2 separate regions of the Sus scrofa genome follow, and region 1 is linked to region 2. The links are chromatin contacts, called in public HiChIP or PLAC-seq maps. All regions are on one chromosome and are shown on one strand. Each heading gives the region's core, a stretch centred on a gene start, on an enhancer-like site or on the middle of the called end of the contact. The rest is flanking DNA. Distances are from core to core; before and after follow the strand shown. Region 1 overlaps IKZF2 (zinc finger protein Helios). Region 2 has its middle 190 kb from the start of IKZF2.

Region 1 (7,105 bases), core at 1,206-3,705, 160 kb after region 2:
TAATACAGAACAAAGCATCTAAAATTTCCGAGATACTTAGTCTGTGTCTTAGTAAAAGCAGTGACATTCCACAGAGGCAGGTGAAGCTCAATATAAAGGAGGACTTTCTACGAATCAGAGCTGACCGACGATACAACAGTGATCTTCCTTCCTCTCACACTAGAAGTGGTCAAGCAAAATCCCAGAGACCACCTGTCACACATGATGTCAGGATATTCTTGTTTTGTTTAGGAAGTTGTTCTAAATGACCTCTGAGGTCATTTCCAAGTGTTTGATTCATCAAGATTATTCTCAGTGGTGAAATAAATGACATGGGTGTAAGTGTGTGTGTGCTCACACACACACTTGTAGCCCCAGATGAGAAATTAGGAACCTTATTATTTTTAAATGCAATTGTATAGGCAAAAAGCAGAGATTGAGTCATCTCTATCCTGCACACAGGAGAAAGGGAAAACGGTACAAGTTTTTTCTACCTCAGGATGCTCTTTGAGTCCAAGAACATGCCCAGGTCCTCCGTGACCTCAACCATATTCTTTAACAGGCTGCCATCAATCTAGTTCTTGGGACAGGCTGGGAGCTACAAAACTGTAGAATACATTTGGATGTTTAACTGCTCATAAAAAACATAGGTGTCATGAAACGAACTTTCTTTGCTCGCAAGCATATTTCCATTTCCCGTGTGAGAAAAACTGAGTAGTTTCCTGAAAAAGTGTGCAAGAAAATAAAAAGAACACAAGACTTCAGTCTTTTTCAGGAATAAGCTTAGCCTGTAAGTTTTCAGACAATGCAACTTGCTTGTCAACTGACACTCTGAGATCTCCACCAGTCCCGAAATAGCAAAGAGGGAGAAATCAGGTCCTACACAGGTAGCTCTTTAGCCCTTTTTAAAACCTTATAAAAAGGCATCCCCCTTATTCCTAAACTAGCCCTCTCAAGTAATTAATCAAATCATTTCTAAGTAACACCTGATTTTTCTCTTCTTCTCTGCTACTTAAACTTTTTAGATACACATTCTTTTCTCTGTGTAGAATTGCTACTACACAGATAGCCAGGTTTCATGGTGTAGCAATTAAAATTTTGTTAACCTCCGAATTTTACTGAAATGCTATGCTAGAAATCTTGGAAGAGTGTCTTACGTGTTTTACCAAGATAAGCAAGTGAAATAAATGTAGACACAGGAATAAAAGTGTCATTTTCTGCTGTAGAATAGTTTGTAGAAGTTTTAACATCAAATAACCAGTATCTTCCCACTAAAACTATCTCAAAACAGGACACCATGGACTTCCTGTTGTGGCTCAGTGGTTAACAAAGGCAACTAACATCCGTGAGGATGAGGGTTCGATCCCTGGACTTACTCAGTGGGTTAAAGATATGGCGTTGCCGTGAGCTGTGGTATAGGTCGCAGACGCAGCTTGGATTCTGAGTTACTGTGGCTCTGGCATAGGCCAGCAGCTACAGCTCCAATTAGATCCCTAGCCTGGGAACCTTCACATGCCGCAGGTGCAGCCCTAAAAAGACAAAACAAAACAAAAAACAAAAGAAAAACCACCATGTACACCAGATAAAATCTTTTTCTTTCTCCTAATTCTTACAAGAGTTTTTAATTATAATTTCTCCTGGATGCCAAAGCAGAAACGTTCTTCAGGGACAGAAAATAAACACAGACATCACAACCAGCAAATATATAAAACAATGTTTAAAGAACCATAATTAAGAAATACCAATTAACTTTATATACTATTCCCCCCATCAGATGAACCAAAACTAATAAAATTCATTGTTGTCAAAGACGACAAAACAGACTCACAAACTACTTGTAGTGTAAATTGGTAACCTTTTCACGGGGCAATCTGCCCATACTTGATCCATTAAAATGATCACTGCACATACTTCATGACATAGCAAATCTACAGCCAAGTTATGCTGAGGATGCCTGCAAAGCTAAAAGGACAGACAGGACACTGGCTGTAACACTGTATGTAACAGTGAACACCTAGACACAAACTTAATGTTCATCAGTGAAGGACTAAGTCACCGTGTATCCTCAGTGTATAATGGCATTATAAGCACCCAAGAACAAAAGAGTGATGTGAAAAAAAAAATTTGTAAGTGAAAAATCAATCAAGCTATAAGCAACGTGCACAGTGTAATTTTATTTGTTATCAACAGAAAAGGAAAAAAATATATATAGACATGGTGGTCTATATTCTAGCCGAACTAGCTAGCACTATACTGAACATGCTAGAATATGCTAAAAACTTATTGAAGGATAATTAAGAAATTGATAACAAGAGAAACTGACAGCTAGGATCACCTGGGCAGTGGGGCCTTTATTTTTCATTTTCTATCTTGCTCTACTGCTTTGTGACTTTATACTCTGCTCCTATGTCACTTTTACTTAGAATCTTTATTTAGACTGCTCGTCAGCCCCAGACCGACCATGGCAGAATTTTGTAACACTGGCCACATCCCTCTGTGGGATGAAGCTCACTACCCACACCCCCATCATCCCCAGCACCATCATACCATAACACCAAAGTTCCAGCTCGGAACTTACGTAATGGATGGTTTCAGAGCTGACATTTCCCTCACCGCTTTTCTTCTTTCTTCACATCCTTAAGTTATTTGTGCTGATTCTGGCTTCTCTTTCTCTAACAGATAAGCTCGTCTTTCTCTAAAATATAAGCTAGTCTGAAAACAGGGTCAATGTTTTTAGTCCTTTCTCCTCCCCACCTCCCCCATGCCTTCTAGCACAGTGCTTCACAGGTGTGAGTAATAAATACATGTTAGATTTGCTTTCTATGAGAAGACTTCAGCCTAGAGGTTAAAATTTTATTTTAAAGGGAAGAAACTACCACACTTTCCTGATCATGTGTATGCAGCAATAAATCACCTCTACACTACAGAAAGAAACACTAAGGTACTTTACATTTATAATTTGCCATTATTAAACAACTAAGTAAAAGATGGAGACATGGAGATCGAAATAGTAAAAGAAGTCCAAATAAAATTTTAAATGGTATGAAAATATGCAGACTTTCATTAGGTATGCCATATGGGCCAAAAGAACATAAGCATAGAAAAAGAAATCTGAGAGAAGGAAAAAATGTTATAATAATCTCCTCATTTCCAATAGTGTCAACTACAATTTCAAAAAAAAAAAAAAAGCATTGGTTTCAGCTCTGAGTACACATTTATAACAGTGAATAGGAACTACACATCAGAATGGAATGATTATTGATTTCTTAATGGATTACTGCTGCACAAATTTACACTCACCAAAAAACCATCAATCTTGGGGTAATAATTATAAACCTATCACAGTACATACAGCATTCTGACTGAATTGAAACTTAGTGCTATCTGCCGGGAAATGACCAATTTTCTATTTCTCCAGCTCCAACCACAATACAGAATGGTGAGCAGATACTTACATCAAATGCTATTATAGGCTATGGTTTGTAACAGCCACAACATGCTCCATCTGTAAATTGCTATTAGAGAGGTAAACAATCAGGTCCTGGCGGACATTTTTCTTATTATTCATTAGCTATGAAAACTGTAAATAAAATGGGCATCATGCAGTTACACTTGTCAAAAGCCTATCATTACTGGCAGGTTGTGGAGAAGGGGTCAAGGGCAAACAGTACATTAGCTGAAGTCACGTTGCTCTGACTTTCCATCCTAATTTCAAACCGCCCCCCAAATCTGTATCAGAAATGCCTAACCACTAAGCTACAGAGGTTAGGTCTCTCTAAATCCTAAGTGTGTTCTTGGGTAATCGCAGTTTTACTAAATACCAAGGGGAACACCATTACAATTAAAATATTATTTTCCAAAAAGAAAACCCCATTATGTCAGTTCCACCTAGCAGTCTTTAATCACCGGATAATTATGTGATCCAGTATTAATCAATTAAGTTTCTAATTCTCATATTTTCCAGCTGTGGGGCTTAGATAACACCATTTCCTTCCAGATAGTTAACACCATTCTGAACACCTTATTGATCTATATTACACACATACAGTCGTAGAAGGAAGAGAGTTAATCCAACACAAGTAAAAATAATTTGCTATAAATGGTACACTCGTTTTCATTTTCTCTTTAGATTCTAATGTATTACTGGAATTTTTGGTTAGATATATCAATTTTCTTTTCTAAAAAGTTATATGTAATTTTTCCACCCAATTAACTTAAAAAAATGTATTTCCAAAACATGCTAGAAACTAAAAAATGAGATTTGATTGTTTTTAGAAAGAATTCCCTTTCCTAAGTACTAAGAGACTATTAAATTACCATGATTATGCGACCATAATAATTAAAATTCTATTAAGTATAATATAAAGTCAAATAGAGAAGCTAAATAAAGTTACCATAATAAAATAAAATTACTTTGTAAAACACTACAATTGATTTGTGAATCAGTGAAATTTGCAGATGGCAAACTTGGTGTTTTTTCTAGTGGGAAAGAATATTCCAAAGGTTATAACAGTCAAATTAAAAAAATGAACATTCTCTAGAAGGCAAGAGATAACTTTAGACTGAGTTGATACTAATATTTCAAGTAATATCTTAGGAACCATGTGTAAAAACTACAAAATGCATATGCAAATATTTATAATCTACAAACGATAACAGTCAGTTTTTGTGCCAGAAAACGAACTAGGTGCTTTTTATAAGTTATTGCATTTGTTTCTTAAAATCTTATGACAGGTATTATTATTTACAGCTGAGGGAACTCAATGTAGAAAATTCAAGGAACATTCCCAAGGTCACACAGGTGAAAAACAATCGAATATCAGCAATTCCCTACAACTCACCTTAAAGTAAGGAGCAGAGCCAGAACTTGACCCCACGTCTGCATAACTTGAAAGTCTTAACCATTTCCACTGAGCCCCATCCCAAAACATTAAGCACAGCTGTGCCCATAGAGACTGCTATGTTCCAGAGAAAACAAGATACCAATATTTATTGTAAGTGGAGTAAATGAACAAATGAATGAAAAGAAGGAATGAACATATTTGGAAGGGAAGGAAAACAAGCCAATGCAAGAACACAAGGTTTTAAATCACTGTTCTACTCTCTCCATATGTGATGTTGGGCCTCAATATATAGATTTCTAAAATACAGGCTGTGGAATGGATACTACAGTATAAAATACTGTGTTTACTATACCTGTGCATGTGCACACACAGACATACACGCACACAGAATTCTATTTATCTAAGGGGAAGAAGAGGAATTCAGTCATTTCTTGTATCCATAGTTACCATCTACTATGCTCCTGGCCCAATTCTGAGTGTTAGGTTTACATCAGTGGCCAAGACAAATGTTCCTCAAGTGTATTTTGGGAGAAGAGACAAATAAATAAATTAGATAATTTCAAACACTATTAAGTATAACAAAATGCAGTAAGGTAATACCATGGAATGCCTCAAAGGGGACTTATAGGGAGTGCTCAGGAAAAGCCTCCTCAAGGAGGCAGCAGTTGAGTTGAAAGCAGAAAAGAAGGACGCTTCATGCAAAATCATGAAGGAAGAGTGTTCCAAACCCTCAAATGGGAACAAACATGCCATGTCCAAGGAGAAGGAAGGGAGGTATTGTGAGAGTTTAATGAACAAGAAGAATGGAAGACAAAGAGTCGGAGACAGAGGCAGAAGTCACGTTCTGTAGGATCCTGTAGACTTTGGAAAGGAATTTCAAATTTATCCTATTTTCAACAGAAAAATTTTGTATTTAAAGTGATGGATAGTTGTAATCTGATTTAGGTTTTAGAAAGTGCAGGTCTGACTAGTGGATGGGTATGGGGCATAGAGGAAAAAGAATGGAGGCAGAAAGACAAGCTATACATTTTTGTACTATTTTAGGTGTGGAGGACTAGGAAATGATGGTAGCTCAGACTAAAGTTGTAGGCATGAACATGGTGAAAATTATGTAAGTTCAAGATAGATTTTAGTAGTGGAGCCAATGGTTTCCAACGGACAGCACACAGAATTTGAGGAGAGGAATAGTACCAAATACAGACAGGAAAACCGAAGCATTGGCAGTATCTAAAGAAATACACAGGAGACATGACCTGCAGATGGAAGCCTAAAGGCTACTAATACATGTTGAGTGCCAAATGCTTTCTGTTCACTGAGTAATTGGCATTCCCTGATCATGACACTTCTAATGAAGCCCACCCTCTCTATTTCTTTCTCTCAAACAGAGGCAGTAAATCCTTCTCACTTTTCTATCAAAAGCTTCTAGTTTTCTGATATCAACTAACTGGACCATTTCCTTTATCTCAATAGCCAGTAACCTGGAAAATCAAAATGCATGGTAAAAATAGAAACTTGGAAATAAATGCCAATTACCAAGCCCAGGGTCTCTCATAGGCAGCAAAGGAGCAAAATACCAAATTCAAACTATGAGAGCATCTTAAAGCAAAAAAAAAAAAAAAAAGCCAGAGTTGTGCCCATTCAGATACTTGAAAATACATCAATATCCAAAGTGTCCATCACACTTGAACAGCCAGCATTTGGGGGAGCACTGAGGTTCCCCAACATTCTGAAGAGCTGCCCAAGTAGGTAACAAGGCACTTTAATTGATTAAAAAACGACCTTGCTAGCAGCTAAAAGTATTTTACAGTAATTTAGCTCTAACCACTAAGACAATAAAGAAAAAGATGGTAAACAGAAAATTAGAGAATGATGACCACAAAAGGTTCTTTTCAGCAAAAAAATGCAGATGACCTGTTATCATTAAATTGCTACTATAATGATATAAGCATTTTCAGTTCAATCAGAATTAAGTATATTGCTTTCCCATATATGCCAGTTAAATATTATAGGCTTAATTTACAAAACCTGTGCCAAGCAAACTACATTTCATGAGCTTCCAAATAATGTACAATTTTAACAATAAAATAAGAAAAAAGAAAAGAAAAAGAAAAACCAAAGGTAGAGAAGCAATAAAATGATTACTTCTTAAGAAAATGTTACAATGTAAACAATAAATAAATGCACTGCTTGATTTTTTTTGTAGCTATAGGAATGATTACAAACAAATATTTGTAAAACTAGATAATGACTGAATGCTCATCAAAAATCTTGGACACGAGTTC
Region 2 (6,415 bases), core at 2,872-5,371:
TGTTTTACGTTTGCCTGCTGATGTGTTAACTGACCTTTAGACAGTTTGCCACTGCTGTTCAGAGAAGGCTGCTAAGTTAACCACTTAAATGTAAACAGGTATTAATTGACCATCTGTGGTAAACAAATGATGGAAATATGACAGCTTATTTTCGATGGGTTAAGAACACTTCCTAAATAATTATATAGGAAGTACAGCTACCCTGTATTGCTTGCCTAAGTTCTGCTATATCCTTGAATCCATCAGGACTTTAATTCTTTGATCAACCATGTGAGGTAAAGCTTATACCCACTATGTAATGAAGCAACAAGAAGAATGGAAAGAGAAATTTACCCAGAGGCACACAGCACACAGAAGAGAAGGAGCTTGGATTTGAGACTAAGTCTGTCCAGTCCTAAAGCTCATATCCTTCCCACTATTCTATAAGCCTTGGCAATGCCTTTCAGCTTTCCTCTTATGGTTGTTTTCTTCTCCATGGAGATTTTCTAATTACCTTGTACACATAAACCCACAGCTTATTCCTGACTCTTCTCCTGCTCTCTGTTCCTCCTAAAACATCTGACTCAGAGTAATCTTCCCAAAGCAGCAAGACACTAAGACTAATGAAGCAGAAGTATCATTATGTCACTTGGGACAACGACCTATGGGTTGTGGTCAGTAGATTACAGCCTGGAAAGGTCACATTTGGAAGGGGGGGTCAGAAGTGATGATTCATGTGCTATCTTCTTTTATCAAGATCAGTTTTAAGAAATGTCAGAATGTCCAGTCATCCAAATTTTCTAAGAAATCTGCTGGCAAAAAATAATTGGGTTTTTTTCCCTTAAAATTTAAAAGAATGCACTTCAAGTGGATTCTGTAACCCATGGTTTTGGGAGGACTGTCAGGAGTTAACAATTACAGATTCTCCTTCCCAAGGCTCAATCTGGCACCTGTGCCTTAGATCCCATCCCTTCCAAATTCCTCAAGAAACTTGTTACCACATGTTTTGCCTTCATCTCTAGGACCTTCAGTTTCTGCTTCATTCTGCTTTTATTTCCTTCTGCCTTCACACGTCACCAAAAAAAAAAAAAAAAAAAAAAAAAACAAACAAAAAACCCCAACTTGTTAGTTTGCTCTGCTGTCCCCTCCAGTGACCACCTCATTTCTTTAATTTTCATTGCTGAGCTTTTTAAACAAGTGGTCTCAGTGTGCTGCCATCATCTTTGTCCCACACAGCCTCCCTTCAGCCTCTGATGATCTGGCTCCCACCCCACTACCCTTTTCTGGATGTTCAGTGGGTTTTTTTTTTCCTCTGCCAAATACACTGGATAGTCTTTATTCTTGGTATCTCTGGGTCATGTTATTTTAACTACTCACTCCTCCTGGAAACACTGGCTTCATTCTTAGTTTCCTTTTGTCTCTTTCTGCAAATTTCAGTAGCTCCCCTCCCCCTTTTCCTTTTGTATTTTTTTTTTTTTATTTAAGGGTTTCTATGTAGTGCTGACAGTCTTTTTTATTAATCTTCTTTATCAGCTTTAGCTAGACACAGTAAACAGAACATATTTAAAATGTACAACTTAATGTTTTGATATGTATATGTGTGTGTATATACACAAACACACACACCCACCCACCCATGAAACCATCACCACAAACAAAATAACAAATATATCTATCACTCCAAAATATTTCTTCCTGACCCTTGGTAATTCTCTCTCCTCTCCTCTGACTGCTTCTCCCCACTTCATCCCTAAGGAACCGCTAATCTGATTTCTGCCACTATAGATGAGTTTTCATTTTCTAGAATTTTTATAAATGGCATGATACAGTATTTACTCTTTTTTGGTCTGAATTTTTTCATTCAGCCCAATAATTTTGAGTTACTGTTGCATATATCAATTGTCCTTTCATTTTTATTGTTGACCTTGAATTCATTGTATAAATATTATACTAGAATCAGTCCACTCACGTCAATTCTAACTGCTCCTTGATGGACATATGGAGTATTTCCAGTTTGGGGTTATTACATACAAAGCTTCTATGAACATCTGTGTACAGGTTTTCCTCTGAACATATGCTTTCTGTTCTATTGGTAAGTAACTTAGAGTGAAATGCATAAATCATGGATAGTATATTTACCTTTTAAAAAGCTGGTAAACAAGGCTCCAAAGTGCTATTCAGTGTACATTCCCACCAGCAGTGTGTGAGAGTTTCATTTCCTCCAAATCCTTCCTAACATTTAGTATGGTCAATATCTCATTGTGGCTTTATTTATTTATTTTTTAATTTTTTTTTTTTTTTTTTTTTTTTTTTTTTTTTGCCTTTTTTGTCTTTCCTAGGGCCGCATCCACGGCATATGGAGGTTCCCAGGCTAGGGGTCTAATGAGAGCTGTAGCTGCCAGCCTACACTAGAGCCACAGCAACGCTGGATCCAAGCTCTGTCTTCGACCTACACTACAGCTCATGGCAATGCCAGATCCTTAACCCACTGCGCGAGGCCAGAGATCAAACCCACAACCTCATGTTTCCTAGTCGGGTCCATTAACCACTGAGCCACAACGGGAACACCTCAATGTGGCTTTAATTTGCATTTCTCTAATATCTAATGATATTGAGCATCTTCTCAGGTGTTGTCTGTATATTTCCTTCAGTGAAGTGTCTTCCAATCTTATGCCAGTTTTTTTTTTTTTTTTTCTTTTTAAAACTAAGCTTGCTTTCTTATGGAGTTTGAAAATTCTTTACTTATTCTGGATACAATCAGATGTATGACTTTCAAATATTTTCCTCCAGTCTGTGAGTTTCTTCTTATCAGTATCTTTTTTAAAAGTTTTAAGGTTTTTTTTTTTTTTTTGTGTGTGTGTGTCTTTTTTTTTTGGTCTTTTTTAGGGCCGCACTCACGACATATGGAGGCTCCCAGGTTAGGGGTCTAATCAGCTGTAGCCACCGGCCTACTCCAAGCTGAGTCTGTGACCTACACCACAGCTCACAGCAACACCGGATCCTTAACCTGCTGAGCAAGGCCAGGGATGGAACCTGCAACCTCATGGTCTCTAGTTGGATTCATTTCCACTGTGCCACAATGGGAACTCCAAAAGTTTCAAGTTTTGATGAAATCAGCTTACGTTTTCTTTGATGCATCTTGTTTTTGGTATTGTACTAAGAAAACTTTGCCTAACCTCAAAGCACAAAAAATTTATTTTTCACTTTAGAGCTTTAGTTTTAAGTTTTACCTTTAGATCTGTGATGCATTTTTTTTTTAGTTTTTACATATGCTATTAGGTATGAATCAATGTTCACTTTAATGGCATATGGATATCTAATTGTTCTAGCATCATTTGTCAAAAAGCCTATCCTTTGCCATTTAATTGACCATGCAACTGTGTAAAAACTAGTTGTCCATATGTGTATGGATTTCTACCCCATTCCATTGGTTTGTTTGTTTATTATTAAAACAATATCACAGTGTGTCCACTACTGTATCTTTGTAATAAAATTTGAAATCCTTCACCTTCTTTTTTAAATTCCCCAATTGTGGCTATTCTGTTGTTAACTTGCCTTGAGTTTTCTTTCTGAACATGACTGGCCTTAGTGAATTCTGGAAATTTTCTCACAATTTCCATAGACACTTTTCTTGCTAAAGTCTCTTTAAAAAAAAAAAAAAAAAAGCAGAACCACTAGCCCAAGCTTCTCCTTTTCCAAGCCCATAGCTCTGCCAATATACAAATGACTATAACTATACTTGGAAATCTCATTTCTTCAAGCTCTGAACTTTTTCTGAAATTCTCCTGACACTCCCCATGTTTTCTCCCTCCCACTTCATCATGTCATCCCAACCACCATTCTTCTCTCTGCTCCTCAGACTTGAAACTTCCTCTGTGACTTAGCTTTGTCCTACTTCCCCCTAATCCAGTAAAGCAGCATACCCTGACCATATTTTTTTTTCATTCAAAATAATTTTCACATATGGTTTCTTCTCCATTCTCACTGATAATTCACATTCTCACTTTTCCCATGCCTGATGACTGATGGAAAGCCTAAAAGACTATCCCACTTCCAGAGTCTCCTTGCCCCAAGCCATTTTCTTACATATCTCTCTAAAGCAAATTTGTTCTCAAGGCAAACCACTACCCAGAAATTTTCCTTACTAGCTCCGTTTCCCTCTAACTCTCTTCTAACTTGTTCCAGTCTACCTCCTGTTTTACTTTCACTTGCATATGAAACTAGCTTTTTTTTTTTTTTTTTTTTTTGCTTGTTAGGGTTGCATTTGCAGCATACAGAAGTTCTCAGGCTAGGGGTCAGATCAGAGCTACAGTTGCCGGCCACAGCCACAGCAACATGGGATCCCAGCCAGAGTCTGCGACCTGCAACATAGCTCACAGCAATGCCAGATCCTTTAACCCACTGGGTAAGGGCAGGGATTAAACCTGCATCCTCATGTATACTAGATGGGTTCATTACCACTGAGCTACAGTGAGAACTCCCAGAAGCTAGCTAATTTTTATTTTATTTAAACAAGTATTTTCTGGGAGTCCCCAGTGTGGCTCAGTGGTTAACGAATCTGACTAGCATCCATGAGGACGCAGGTTCAATCCCTGGCCTTGCTCAGTGGGTTAAGGATCCAGTACTACCGTTGCCAAGAGCTGTGGTGTAGGTTTTAGACTCTGCTGGATCTTGTGTTGCTATGGTGTGGGCTGGCAACTACAGCTCTGATTCAACCCCTAGCCTGGGAACCTCCACATGCCTCGGGTGGGCCCTAAAAAGCAAAAACAACAACAACAACAAACAAACAAAAAACCCAAGTATTTTCTAAGTAGAATGGAATTTTAAGTAACATTCACTTAAAGACTTTTGTAGAAAGGTAGTGAAATTCAGGAACCATCATAGAATTTGGTTCCCCAATCCTATTACTCTATTTAAACCATACCTTTAGAGTTTTCTGTGAATTTAAAGGGATCTAATCATTTGACACTGAAATTTTATTTTATTTAAACTTGTCCCTTGCCCTATATTCATACAAGAGCCTACTATAGGTTATAAAAATGACAAAAACAAAAATAAGATCTAGTGAATGTTCTCTCATGTCTCTGAGATAAATAGATGAATTGGACTAGCATTCTACAGTGAAGAGGGCATATTCCTTGGACTACAGTCTACTAAAGGAGAATTTTCAGAAGTGATAGGTTATAAAGATCCTCTTTCTTTCTTTGATTAAAAGTTCAGCAAACATAGTTAAATTCAACTTACTACAGATACTCTTTTGACTTCCTAGCTTTAATTGAAAGTCATGGGAGGAGTTCCCGTCGTGGCTCAGTGGTTAACTAACCAGACTAGGAACCATAAGTTTGTGGGTTTGATCCCTGGCCTCGCTCAGTGGGTCAAGGATCCAGCATTGCCGTGAGCTGTGGTGTAAATCACAGACAAGGCTCGGATCCCACGTTGCTGTGGCTGTGGTGTAGGCCGGTGGCTATAGTTCCAATTCGACCCCTAGCCTGGGAATCTCCATATGCTGTGGGTGTGACCCTCAAAAGACAAAAAAGACAAAAAAAAAAAAAAAAAAAAAGTCATGGGAAAGTAACATTTTTTAAAATTGAAACAAACTCTAAAGCTTTGCTTCCTTATAATATTTTGTAGAAGAGATAAGAAATAAAACATTTTCTAATACTTATAATTCTTTAAGGAAAATAATACTTGAAGATCAGTTTTTTTAAGAATAAAGGAAACATTACAACCTTTCTACACACAGAGGGATGTAAACTAGGAATCATCTTCTCCTGGTTTTCAAGAATGTGGTAATCCTAAACACCAAATCATTAATATTATGAAAATGTCATAGGGAAAATAGCATGATCAGTTATTCTGGCATAAACTTATTAATTCTTTAAAGGTAGGTATTTCTCCTTTTTCCATTAGCAGCTGACAATATGCCTTATACAGAGTAAGCATATAAATATGTATTTAAATTTGAATTCAGTAATACTATTTCCCCAATAATAATAACCTTAACATAGTTAAACTGGCTTTAAAGGGTTAATTAGAATCAAATTTGCAGCAAGAAAATAAAAAATGAAAAGAAAGCAGTATAATTCCAAATTCAACTTTTTCCAAGCTGAAAAAACAAAATGGAATACCTGACTCAGAGCAGGGCCCCTATGAGATAATTTTCTGATATGTAATGTAGATTTATTTATAAATGCTGCTAAACATAAAAATTAAGACAAAAAATACCCCAGCACATTGTGTTAGTAGAAAGAATGCAAGTGCTTTTGGAAAATCTCCTGTGTTTTCAAGGACATGCAGGTTCAGGTACATGAATTTGTGTGGGGTAAAGGTGTCATAACCAGAGTGGGGTATTTACAATACCGGGGGCCTGTGCAATCTCACACCGTTCAACTTCATTTCGAAGTCCCAGAGAATTGGGTTTCCTAGAATTCTCGTG

Evidence for each region. HiChIP or PLAC-seq counts read pairs in DNA pulled down with a chosen protein or histone mark.
Region 1: an H3K27ac HiChIP or PLAC-seq map of alveolar macrophages shows a contact between it and region 2. The contact joins two enhancer-like sites. A contact is called at or near these places in 1 of 47 Hi-C or Micro-C datasets (embryonic fibroblasts) and 1 of 2 datasets of contacts at active chromatin or transcription factors (alveolar macrophages).

Annotation. Positions count from the first base shown.
Region 1 is chr15:115,648,291-115,655,395 of Sscrofa11.1, forward strand. All of the region lies in intron 3 of IKZF2 (zinc finger protein Helios), which reads right to left. Among named protein-coding and RNA genes, the nearest start is that of IKZF2, 26 kb to the right of the region's middle. Within about 2 kb of position 2,456, at least 3 of the 83 cell types and tissues checked have an H3K27ac peak or open chromatin away from gene starts, as enhancers often do. A contact at or near this core is called in alveolar macrophages, where this site is marked.
Region 2 is chr15:115,487,825-115,494,239 of Sscrofa11.1, forward strand. No RefSeq gene overlaps it. Among named protein-coding and RNA genes, the nearest start is that of IKZF2, 190 kb to the right of the region's middle. Within about 2 kb of position 4,122, at least 7 of the 83 cell types and tissues checked have an H3K27ac peak or open chromatin away from gene starts, as enhancers often do. A contact at or near this core is called in alveolar macrophages, where this site is marked.